Linked DNA regions of Mus musculus: regions 1 and 2 are each linked to region 3. Evidence: chromatin contacts called from public HiCAR-type and promoter capture Hi-C data. All regions are on one chromosome and are shown on one strand. Each heading gives the region's core, a stretch centred on a gene start, on an enhancer-like site or on the middle of the called end of the contact. The rest is flanking DNA. Distances are from core to core; before and after follow the strand shown. Region 1 holds the start of Rab39b (RAB39B, member RAS oncogene family). Region 2 holds the start of Vbp1 (von Hippel-Lindau binding protein 1). Region 3 holds the start of Dkc1 (dyskeratosis congenita 1, dyskerin).

Evidence for each region. Promoter capture Hi-C pulls out the DNA fragments that hold promoters and counts their contacts. HiCAR-type assays count read pairs that join an accessible place to other places.
Region 1: a HiCAR-type map of astrocytes shows a contact between it and region 3, with 2.6 times the contacts expected there. The contact joins the promoter of Rab39b here to the promoter of Dkc1 in region 3. A contact is called at or near these places in 1 of 39 promoter capture datasets (cranial neural crest) and 1 of 115 datasets of contacts at active chromatin or transcription factors (astrocytes).
Region 2: a contact with region 3 is called in a promoter capture Hi-C map of erythroid cells, with 86 times the contacts expected there. The contact joins the promoter of Vbp1 here to the promoter of Dkc1 in region 3. A contact is called at or near these places in 10 of 39 promoter capture datasets (the C10 cell line, the HPC-7 cell line, cranial neural crest and 6 more), 10 of 484 Hi-C or Micro-C datasets (the Ba/F3 cell line, CD8 T cells, cortical neurons and 5 more), 2 of 115 datasets of contacts at active chromatin or transcription factors (the 230-238 cell line and astrocytes) and 2 of 9 other capture datasets (adipose tissue and liver).

The regions. Positions count from the first base shown.
Region 1 is chrX:75,576,635-75,580,129 of GRCm38.p6, forward strand. Rab39b (RAB39B, member RAS oncogene family) reads right to left here and starts at 1,597. Exons shown (of 2, transcript NM_175122.6): 1 at 1,159-1,597. The coding sequence starts at 1,373. Gm25421 (a small nuclear RNA gene) reads right to left here and starts at 2,337; the gene lies at 2,174-2,337.
Region 2 is chrX:75,512,993-75,516,610 of GRCm38.p6, forward strand. Vbp1 (von Hippel-Lindau binding protein 1) reads left to right here and starts at 1,305. Exons shown (of 6, transcript NM_011692.2): 1 at 1,305-1,436. The coding sequence starts at 1,347.
Region 3 is chrX:75,093,671-75,097,162 of GRCm38.p6, forward strand. Dkc1 (dyskeratosis congenita 1, dyskerin) reads left to right here and starts at 2,184. Exons shown (of 15, transcript NM_001030307.2): 1 at 2,184-2,457; 2 at 3,164-3,231. The coding sequence starts at 2,442.

The DNA.
Region 1 (3,495 bases), core at 347-2,846, 480 kb after region 3:
ATGAACAAGCCATTCATACAGAGATCCCAGCAAACATATATAAGAGACCTTTCTTTATTCATGAGAACTTATATAAAGTATTTGCCAGAGCTTTGTACAAGTGGGAAGTTAGAGGCAACTTAATTACCTAACTAGTATCTTCTGCGTCCAACTAATGTTCAGTGGAGAATGAGTCAGTGTTTATGAACTGAGTCCTTTTGCTCTGGTTCCTCCTGTTCTACCTTACTTTAGTTCAAACTGTTCTCTACAAAGTTTTTATTAGTTTGTTTTCTGTCACTTATGTTTTATTTATGCTTTTCCCTATTCTGGGCATTTCCTATCTTTACTTGGGCTTCATCTTCTCCGGTCTCTCCTCTGTATTCATACATGAAATTACAAATAAATACTACAAAGGAAGAGCAAAGGATTGTGAAAGAAAAATAAACATGCTGAATGATTATGTGCCCAGTGGTACAGTAGGGAGTGGCATATAAATACAAACAACAAAACACTCTTTTGTGTGTTGCCTCTGTTTCTGTTTCTTCTGACCATGCTAGTACTGAAGTTCCAAGAAGTCAGGGGCTCTGACTATTTACTTTATATGGAATTCTCTTATGTGAGTAACCTCATACTATTTCTTCAGAAATGATTCCACCCTCTGGCAACTGACTGTATGATGGTTACAAGACAGTCAATTAATCAGTCTCCATTTCCTTTATATTAGGGCATATTCATTCTCTCTGTGTCTCTGTCTCTCCCTCTGTCTTTTCTTCCCCACAAATATAAACGGATATATAGAAAGAAGTCAATATACATCTACCTACCTATAGCTTTCAGTTATGTTAAAATGACTTGGATTTTTTTAAACTATGAATCATAGGGTCTGATTTTGATGAATTATACAGTGATCAATTTCAAGTTATTTATTAGCTACCAAAAGCAGATTGATGGAGTTGTGGTTCAAATAATGTGATAATGAATGGCCTTCTCCTGCCTGGGCGGTTCTTTCCTGCATCGAACTCAAAGGTAGCTCAAAGTGGGCTTGAAAAGCCCCAGACAGACCCTTGTTTGTCACCCTGGCAGCATCGCGAAAAGAACCGGGAAGTCCTCTTTCCCCAGGGACTGAATAAGCCCCAAAGACCCTCCCACTGCTCGCGCGGGCCCGTGGTGCACTCCCACCTGAACCTCTCTTGACCCGCTGTATCCCAGATCTGGAGCTTGATGCGTTTTCCTGGCTCGATCTCCACCAAACGGGAGAAAAAATCTACCCCCACGGTGGGATCTGAAACCTGAGCAAAGCGGCCCTCGGTGAAGCGGCGGATCAGGCAGGACTTGCCCACCGTGGAATCGCCGATGACAATGAGCCGGAACTGGTACAGCCAGATGGCCTCCATGGCAGTGGCCTGGCAGGACTCTTCGGCCCGGGCCTGGGGAGGCGGGAGGGGGCGCCCCACCAAGGCCTTAGCACAGATCAACCCGTTTCTAGATCGGCCGCGAGAACATCACTGGCCTGGTAGCCTGAAGCAAGGTAGGCCCAGGCGCTGGGGGAACGAAGGGATGGATGCTGCGCTCGCAAAGGTGATGAAATGGCAGCAGCATCAGCACCACGCACTCTGACTCATCACTGAAAACCGAGTTACTGTAATTCTCTGCGTAGACGCGGCAGTAGTTTCACCACACTGTCTGTTAGAGGAGCGCACACAAAAACGGACAGGAGAGTAATGTGTTCTGTTTTTAATTATACCGACCACTCTCCTATTAATATAAAAATTATTATAAAAATTAATATAAAAATCTCTCTGCCGTTACAATTGCAAATCTAATTAATTTTTATTAAATCTAGAAAAATACATAAAAGTAAACAAAAGTCGAATAATTGTCTTCTCCGGGTTTCCATGCTCAAACATGCAAATATTATTATTCAGGCATATGCATGTGCATTTATTGCTATTTATTTTTTAAAAGACACAAAATTTAATCCTATACTTTTTGTGCAAATAACAAAGTGTCATATACGTCTCTCCATTTCCAACACATTTTTAAAAGAACATTCACACTGTTTTCCCTAATAGCTGTCCTAATTTATTTATAACCAGTGGTGTGCAAGGGTTCCCTTTGCTCTACACACACACACACACACACACACACACACACACACACTTGTTATCTTTAATCTTGTTCCCCTCTGCTGATTAGAAGAGCACAAAATCAGTCTCCTCATTACCATAAAATATGCAATAAAGTTTCCCAGCAGTAGGAGAAATCCCAGGGAGTCAGCACATTTTGAGTGCAATGTATAAACCTTGCTATGGGTAATCCGCTTTCATGATCATGGCATATCTTGTGCTAGGTAAGTATCTCTTTTGTCTTTTTGATAATTGTCCTTCATATCTTGGTGAGATGATATTCTACTGTGATTTGCACTTTCTTTATGATTAGTGATATTGAATATTTTTAAGATTTCTTTTCATGATTATTTGCATATATTCTGAGAAATATGTTTAGATTTAATGCTTATTTTTATTGGATATGTTCTTTATTTACATTTAAAATGTTTTACCCTTTCTCGGTTTCCCCTCCAGAACCCCCCATCCCATTCTCCCTCCCACTGTTCTATGAGGGTGCTCCCACACCCAACCACCCACTCCCACTTCCTGGTCCTGGCATTCCCCTACACTGGGGCATCAAGCCTTCACAAGACCAAAGGCCTCTCCTCCCATTGATGTCCCACAAGGCCATCCTCTGCTACATATGCAGCTGGAGCCATGAGTCGCTCCATGTGTACTCTTTGGTTGGTGGTTTAGTCTCTGGGAGCTCTGGGGGTTCTGGTTGGTTGATATTGTTGTTTTTCCTATGGGGTTGCTAACCCCTTCAACCCCTTCAGTCCTTTCTCTAACTCCTCCATTTGGGACCCTGTGCTCAGTTCAATGGTTGGCTGTGAGCATAGATCTCTGTATTTGTCAGGCTCTGTATCAGACTCCTGTCAGCAAGTACTTCTTGGCATCCACAATAGTATCTGTGTTTGGTGACTGTATATGGGATGGATCCCCAGGTCGGGCAATCTCTGGATGACCTTTTCTTCAGTCTCTACACTTTTTCTGAGGCTTTTTTTGTTTGTTTGTTTTTGTTTTTGTTTTTTTCCTACCGGATGGTTTTAGCTCCTTTGACAGAGATCAAGTGTGGGTTCATTTCTGGGTCTTCAATTTTATTCCATTGATCTTCCTTCCCGTCCCTTTACCAGTACCAGGCAGTTTTTATCACTATTGCCCTGTAATACAGCTTGAGGTCAGGGATGCTGATTTCTTTTCTTTTCTTTCTTTCTTTTTTTAAACAAGTGTTCATTTTTTATACCACCATGAAAGTTACAACTTTATCTTTTCCCAAAATTATTATTTTGTAGTAGGAAGTGTAAAATAAAGAGCAATGACAAAAGAATTTAAAATTATAAACATGTTAACTGTGTTACAGAACCATGATCACAACTGGTCATAAAAATTATAGCGCAGAATTCCTGGT
Region 2 (3,618 bases), core at 55-2,554, 420 kb after region 3:
CTTATAACTGAGTACATTTAATGTTGTTCATATGTACATGTACTTGGGGCTGACCATTTAAGATTTGGCAACCTATCAGGGGGGCTTGTCTCTGGAGAAAATTGATTCTCCCTCCCTCAGCAGCCATTGACTGATTGTAGTTCATCATCTAGTGTAGGGCTGTGTGAAATTTCCCTCATTCCCATTAACGTGTATGCTGCTGGGGTCATTATGTAGGACTTGGCTAGGCAACCATATTGTTGAGATTTCATGGCTATAGTTTCCCTGCCATGTTGTTCTGGCTGGTTTTATGTGTCAACTTGACACAGCTGGAGTTACCACAGAGAAAGGAGCTTCAGTTGAGGAAATGCCTCCATGAGATCCAACTGTAAGGCATTTTCCCAATTAGTGATCAAGAGGGAAAGGCCCCTTGTGGGTGGGACCATCTCTGGGCTGGTAGTCTTGGGTTCTATAAGAGAGCAGGCTGAGCAAGCCAGGTAAGGCAAGCCAGTAAAGAACATCCCTCCATGGCCTCTGCATCAGCTCCTGCTTCCTGCCCTGCTTGAGTTCCAGTCCTGAGTTCCTTTGGTGATGAACAGCAGTATGGAATCGTAAGCTGAATAAACCATTTTTTCCCCAACTGCTTCTTGGTCATGATGTTTGTGCAGGAATAGAAACCCTGACTAAGACAAATTGATACTGGCTTGCTTTGTTTTATAAGCTACTTTTGCTTTTATTTGCAAACAGGGTCTCCTGCAGTGATTATGCATATCTGGTTTATTGATAGATTTGCTTTTTAAAGAGTTGTTGTGGAGGACAAAACTCTGGGAAGTCTTTGGATCTAAGAATTTAAGCACAGCTCTTGGCATTTTTTTCACATAAACTATAAACATATCGAAAGTTTTGACCTGGAAGCCGACAAGTATCTCACTGAAGGTGGCTTGTGAGAAAGATTGGTGTATTTCTTATGAGTCCAGGGCATACACACTCAGAATGAAGTTCACTGGTCTGCAAAAGGGAATTGGGATTGCCTCAGAAGCCACTCTGGAGTGTAGTCTCTTGATATCTTCAGGTGCAGGTGGGGCTGCGGTTTGGCATGGTCTGAATTCCCAGGGCTTTATCCTTGCCCATTCCTTAGATCTCTGAGATTAAGCATTAGAATAAGCATTAGCCTTCTGGCTTTTCCAACACATCCTTTCTAAGCTTGTCAGTCACATGCGTGTAGCCAATCACCACCCACGACGTAAGCACCAATGAATACGCAGATTCGCAGGGAGAGAGGCGGGTCTGAAGTGCAAACGATCCAATCACTGACGCCAACGATCGATGCCTCAGAAGGTAGTTATTTGCTCTGGTGCTTTCTGAAGATGGCGGCGGCTAAGGACGGATGCGGCCTAGAAACTGCTGCTGGAAACGGGCGGCGGCTCCACTTAGGGATTCCTGAAGCAGTGTTTGTGGTAAGAAACTCTTTCTCAGCGTCTTAATCTGATATTGGAGATTGCTTTCCAGTCACTTCCCAGGTCTGGGTCGTTGGGAGGAACAGAGCTAAAGGGTCCCGGAAGGGAATGTCTGGCCTTTTGCCTCTTCCTGCATCTTGGCTTTTTAGGCCTGGCGGGCGATAGCTTTGAAGAAAGGTAGTCCAACCCCGGCCCAGAAGAGGGAGCAGGGAGGAGAACTGGGTAGCTGGAGACGGATGCGAGGCGGATTGGGGCGTGGCGTCCCTTGAAACTGACCAGTTGCTGCCTGTTGTCGCCTAAAGAAAAACAAAAAACAGCAGCAACGGTTATTGAGCTCAAGACCGCAGTGATGCCGGAGATGTAGATGGGTGGACATTTAGCACAGAGAGCAGGCAGAGCAGCTGTTTGTAGGGTGTGGGTACTGAGTGGCACCCAGTCAGCTTGAGCACGGCCGTGGTCCGTTTCCTTGGGAATGGAAGCAGACTGCTGAGAAAAGTAAACGTTAGCACAAACGTTAAGTCCATGTGTTCTTGCTTTTAAGAATTGAGGCTTATGTAATGGGCAACCGGCTGTTATTAGGTTTTTGAAACCATTTTATATTTGCTTTTAGTAATACTATTTAAGCAGTTTGTAGACAACAAATTTTATGCAGTTGTGAAGATTGTGGGAAATGCAATTGGAAGGTTTCATGTAACAGGACCGACCCAAGTTAAATATTTGTACTGAAGCATATAAAATCTTAGTCAAAATTTCCTTGATTCTTTTTTGGTATGTACCAAAAATTATATATATTCTGTCTTATTGCTAACATTCTTCAAAAGACCCTTTTTTTCTTTTACTTAAATCACATTTTATATTGTATATTTTAATGTGCTGGTGGAATAAATTTTTATGTGTATTCTCAATGTTCTGTGCTTTTAAAAATATTTTTCAAGTGATCTTTACATGAAGTAATATTTTCTGAGGTTCAGAAATTTTCTTAGAAAATTTGCAAAACTTTATGAGGGAGTTACTGTTGTTCAAATTTTGTAGATGTAGTTGATGAAACCCAGAAATAGAGGTATCCAGAAGTAGCATTTGAGCAGTCAGGAGAGCTTTAGAACCTCTTTGGTCATGCTCTGCTACTTAGAGGTGAGGAAATTTTGTGTTATTTCTCCTGATCCTATTATAATGCCTGATATATAAGGATGTAAATATATAAATTTCCATTCTGTCTTAAATATAACCCGATAGCAGTAACTTCAGAAATGGAATTAATGAATACAAACTTTATCTGAGGGATTTACCGTAAAATAAACTTTTATTTATTTATTTTATTTATTTATTTTTTTGAGACAGCCCAGGTTGGCTTAGAACTCACTGTTTGGATTAGGATGGCCTCAAATTCATAGTGCCTGTCCTGCTTCTGCTTTCCAAGTTTGTAGGTTAAAGACAGACACTGTGACAACTGGCTGTAAAATTTTATGGTTAAATTTTATACCAACACGATGTAATAAGCAGTCCAAACTTTATATAATTATCTTGATGTTCCAAAACTAATGGAAGTGGCATGATATTTTAACAACATAAAATTCTATGTCTGAGAGTATTTGAATCCTACCCAACTTCCATCTTGCTGCTTAGTCTTGAGTTTCTATGGGTGACAATATTTATGGACTTATTTTGAAAAATAAAATATGTATTCAATTGAATTAAATCAGTAAGAAAAATGATAACTTTGGCACACAATTTGCTCAATTCTTTAGTGACTAGGGCACATGAGTAGGCAGTGTGCTTCATTGCTAGCAATTTTCATATTTATTACTAGAGCCACATGAGAAATGTATAAAGCAGGCAAGTTCATGTGTCTTACATTAAAAACAGAAAAATAAAGAATAAATTACCTACATAATGTATGTAAACTGTCCGAAATGGTCTTTCTTGAACTTTTTTTTTCTTTTTTTGAGACAAAGTATGTTGTCCAGGCTGACAACTTTGGATCCTTTCGCTTCTACTTCCTAAGTTCTGGGATAACAGACCTGTAGCATCATGTCTAACTTCTCTTTAACTTTTCTTCTGCCAGTGCTGGGGATAACCTAGGGCCACCTGTCTTGTAGGCAAGTGGTATACCACTGAGCTCCAGGGCAGCCATCTTTAACTCTTTATAGTTAGGTTTTTAATTAAAAACAAGCTTTCAGAAAAG
Region 3 (3,492 bases), core at 934-3,433:
CTGCCTTTTGGATTAAAGGCATTCATCACTAAACTAGGCTAAAACACTTTCTTAAATCAATGCTTATTGCTGGGCAGTGGTGACACATGCCTTTAATCCCATATATATGGGATTATATATATATATGTATATATATATATATATATATATATAGTAGAATTTTATTCAGCCTTAAGGAAGGATGAAATGGAATTGAGCCATTAGCAGGAAAATTGATGAAACTAGAGAGCATCAGGTGTTAAGATACTTTTCTTGGCACACAGATAGGATGAGGGTCCATGACTAGCAACAAAAGTGTTAAATTTCCAAGATGGCTTGTTTTCTTCCTCACACTCCTGATTTGAGACAAAGGCCTAGCAGTATAAAACAAAAGCCCTGTAAGCCTTTGTCTTCCACCTGTGAGACCCTGCTGGTGAACTAGCTCAACAAATTCAAGGCTGGTTCAGGGCTTGCTACAAAACAGTAGGCTAATCAACCACTCTATCTTTCTTCAAACTGACCAACCCTAAATTAGGAGAGGGAAACTTCAGAGACTTAAATCCCTAATCTTTGAGAAGAGACTGGATTTTTTGTTTTCCTGTGCAGAGACACACATTTACAAACTCTTAAGATTGTTTTCAAACACATTTTTTTTTCTCCTGCAGCTTCTAGGTTTTTAAATTGTGTCCTGGGGCAAAGCAGAGGTTAACTCTTGGCTTAAGAAAATCTGTCTGAGGGGAATGAACTTTTCTTTCTTTGCTCTCATCCATCACTCACTCACTCACTCACTCACTCACTCACTCACACTTCACTGTTGAACCTTATCATCAACCCTTAAAAAGTATTTTAAGCATAAACAGGACCTAAGTTTAATGATACTTTCAGGCTGCTTATTAAGACAATCTAGGGAAAGTAGAAAAAGTTGGGACTTCAGGAAGCTACTGGAGAAATAGAGACATTATAATGATGGTTAGAGAAGTAAGAGTGAAGAAAAATCCACGGGTTCTGGAACTCTCCGAAAGCAAAATCTCTCCAAAAAGATTTGAGCATAGAGATACAGGACAAAGATGAAGGCACTGGACAAATGGCAAATGAGTACTTCAGATTTACTCACCCTATTAATTATCACTGGAGCATTATAAAATAACATTTAATTCTAAGGGTCTTATCTGTTAATAGTCAATTCTGATCATTACCACTATTAGCAAAATGAATTCCATAAAGACATAAAAACCCATTGTAAGTCATAGTAAAAAAGAAAAAAAAAACAGAAAAAAAAACTGAAAAAATCTGATTTTAGCATTGTAGATCAGAAGAAAAAGAATACTATTTTTTTTTTTTTTGTCAGCAACAACTAACTGGAAAACTATTGGCAAATGATTCCATCTACAATGAAGATAACTAATGATCTATCAAATTCACTAGATATGGGTTATGAATCCAGAAAGCCAAAAGAATCTACAGAGGTAGAATAGGAAACAGGGTGAAGGAGGATATTCCAGAGATCTTATCTCAAAGGCAGTAGCTCGGATTAACAGCCAGAAGACTCTACCCGACAAAAGTCAGGGCTCAATCCTAGAGCTGTTACTTTCTGGCTGTTACATTATCTCAGCCACTAGAGCTCTGCACTTGATGTCCAGGCTGTGGAATTCGAACTTAAGTGTACAGGTTAAGTGTGAAACACACTGGAAAAAAACTTCATACAGAAAAAAGCAAAACATTACACACTGCTGCATATTGCTTCCGTATTAAAATAACATGCCAGATCCGCAGGGTTATGTAAAATTAACTACCAGAATCACTTTCAACCTTTTTAGTTTGATGTAGCTGCTAGAAAATTTAAAAGTTTACACGAGGCTTGCACTCAATTCCTATTGGCCAATACAGCCATAACTTAATAGGAATTTCAAGGAGTAAACAGCTTTCACTTTGACACTGTGTACCTCAATGTCTTTTTCAATTGAAACTGACATGATAGCAAGCAAAAAAATGTCTGTTTGAGTTAAAACCAGCTATTTATAGCGCGCTAAGAAGGATGTCCAAGTGCTGAAGCTGAAGCTAGACTGGAGGAGGGTACAGTACAGCCCACCCGCTGTAGTCTGTTACTGCAGAAGCCTGGCCAAGGTTCCAAGGCGCTCTGCCAAGGGTTGGCAGTGTGGGGTTGGGGTGGGGAGGAGTGAGGGGGAGCTTCCAGGCGCATGTGCGGTCACACCTCCGTGGCCGAATCAGCCAATGGGATTGAGTAGACAGTCCGCGGGTTCGTAGAGATTCCTGCCCCCGTACCCCGTCCTGTCCTCCTCCTCCTCCTCCTCTTCTCTACGTCCCTTTTTTATATCAGCAAGCTAGGGGCGGTGCAACGGTGGGCGGGTCCTAATGACGTGCCCGGACGGGTCTCACACCATAGGAGTCTACAGTTCTTAGTTTGTGGCGGCTTGGGCGGGACGCACGCGGTGCAGTTCAAGATGGCGGATGCAGAAGGTAAGAGGTTCTGGTGGCAGTGCCATGAGACCTGTGGGGCCTCCTACACGACCCGGAGCTAGTTATAGTGAGATTGCATCGTGACCCGCGGTTCCCCGTGTTCCCGCTCGCAGTTTGGCTGTCTCACCACTCGGCTCTGGCTCTACCTGTGAATGCACGCATTCGTGACCAGTGACTAGGCTTCATTAGATCCTGGCTTCGTGCAAAAGATTCTACCAGGGTCCCCTCCCAAAGGCATCAGCCGTGGAGGCGACTGTGTCGTGATAAGGAGACGCGGTAGCATTTCTGCTGGCACTAGGCAGGACATTATGGAAATGAGGGTAGCAAAGGTGCAGAGCAAGGGTTAGGAAGGAAAGGAACAGAGGAGTTGGAAGCAAGTGTAACTCAGACCTACAAGAAAAACTTTAAGAGATCACAAGCCCCTATGGACAGTGCAGTGTTCGTTTGTGAAACTTTCCAGCCTGTGGACAAGTGCTTCCCTAAGTAATATTTGGCCTTGCCACAGCCACGTGGAGAACCCGAAGGGAAGCCAACACGTGCTAGAGTCATTTACCAGCCAAGCCATCCTAGTGTTTGGCCTCACAAACGTAAGTTCTCTCCAGTAATGTCAGACTTTAAAATGTTTTCTTTGTCCCGATTTTAGAGTTAATTTTAAACTTTGGTTTTAGTTTTCAAAATCTTCAAATATTGAGTTTGTTTCTTGTAGTAATTACATTCCCAAAGAAGCATAAGAAGAAAAAAGACCGGAAGCCATTACAAGAAGATGATGTTGCCGTGAGTAGAAATTTACTTTGCTTCGACTGATTGAGATAATTTAGTAAACAGCACATTAAAGGGGGAAAGTGCTTTTAAATATTCTCAATCAATATGCTAGTACTTAGTGGTCATTATGTAGAACGGGCAAAAACCTGAAATCATACAACTCCCAGAGAAATTTTCTAACATGCATGGCATGCTAAATGGTGAGCTATTGACCCTGAATTTCTCTGCCTTACTCCATCAGCAGACCCATGGTTTTGTTAAAATATTTGGATT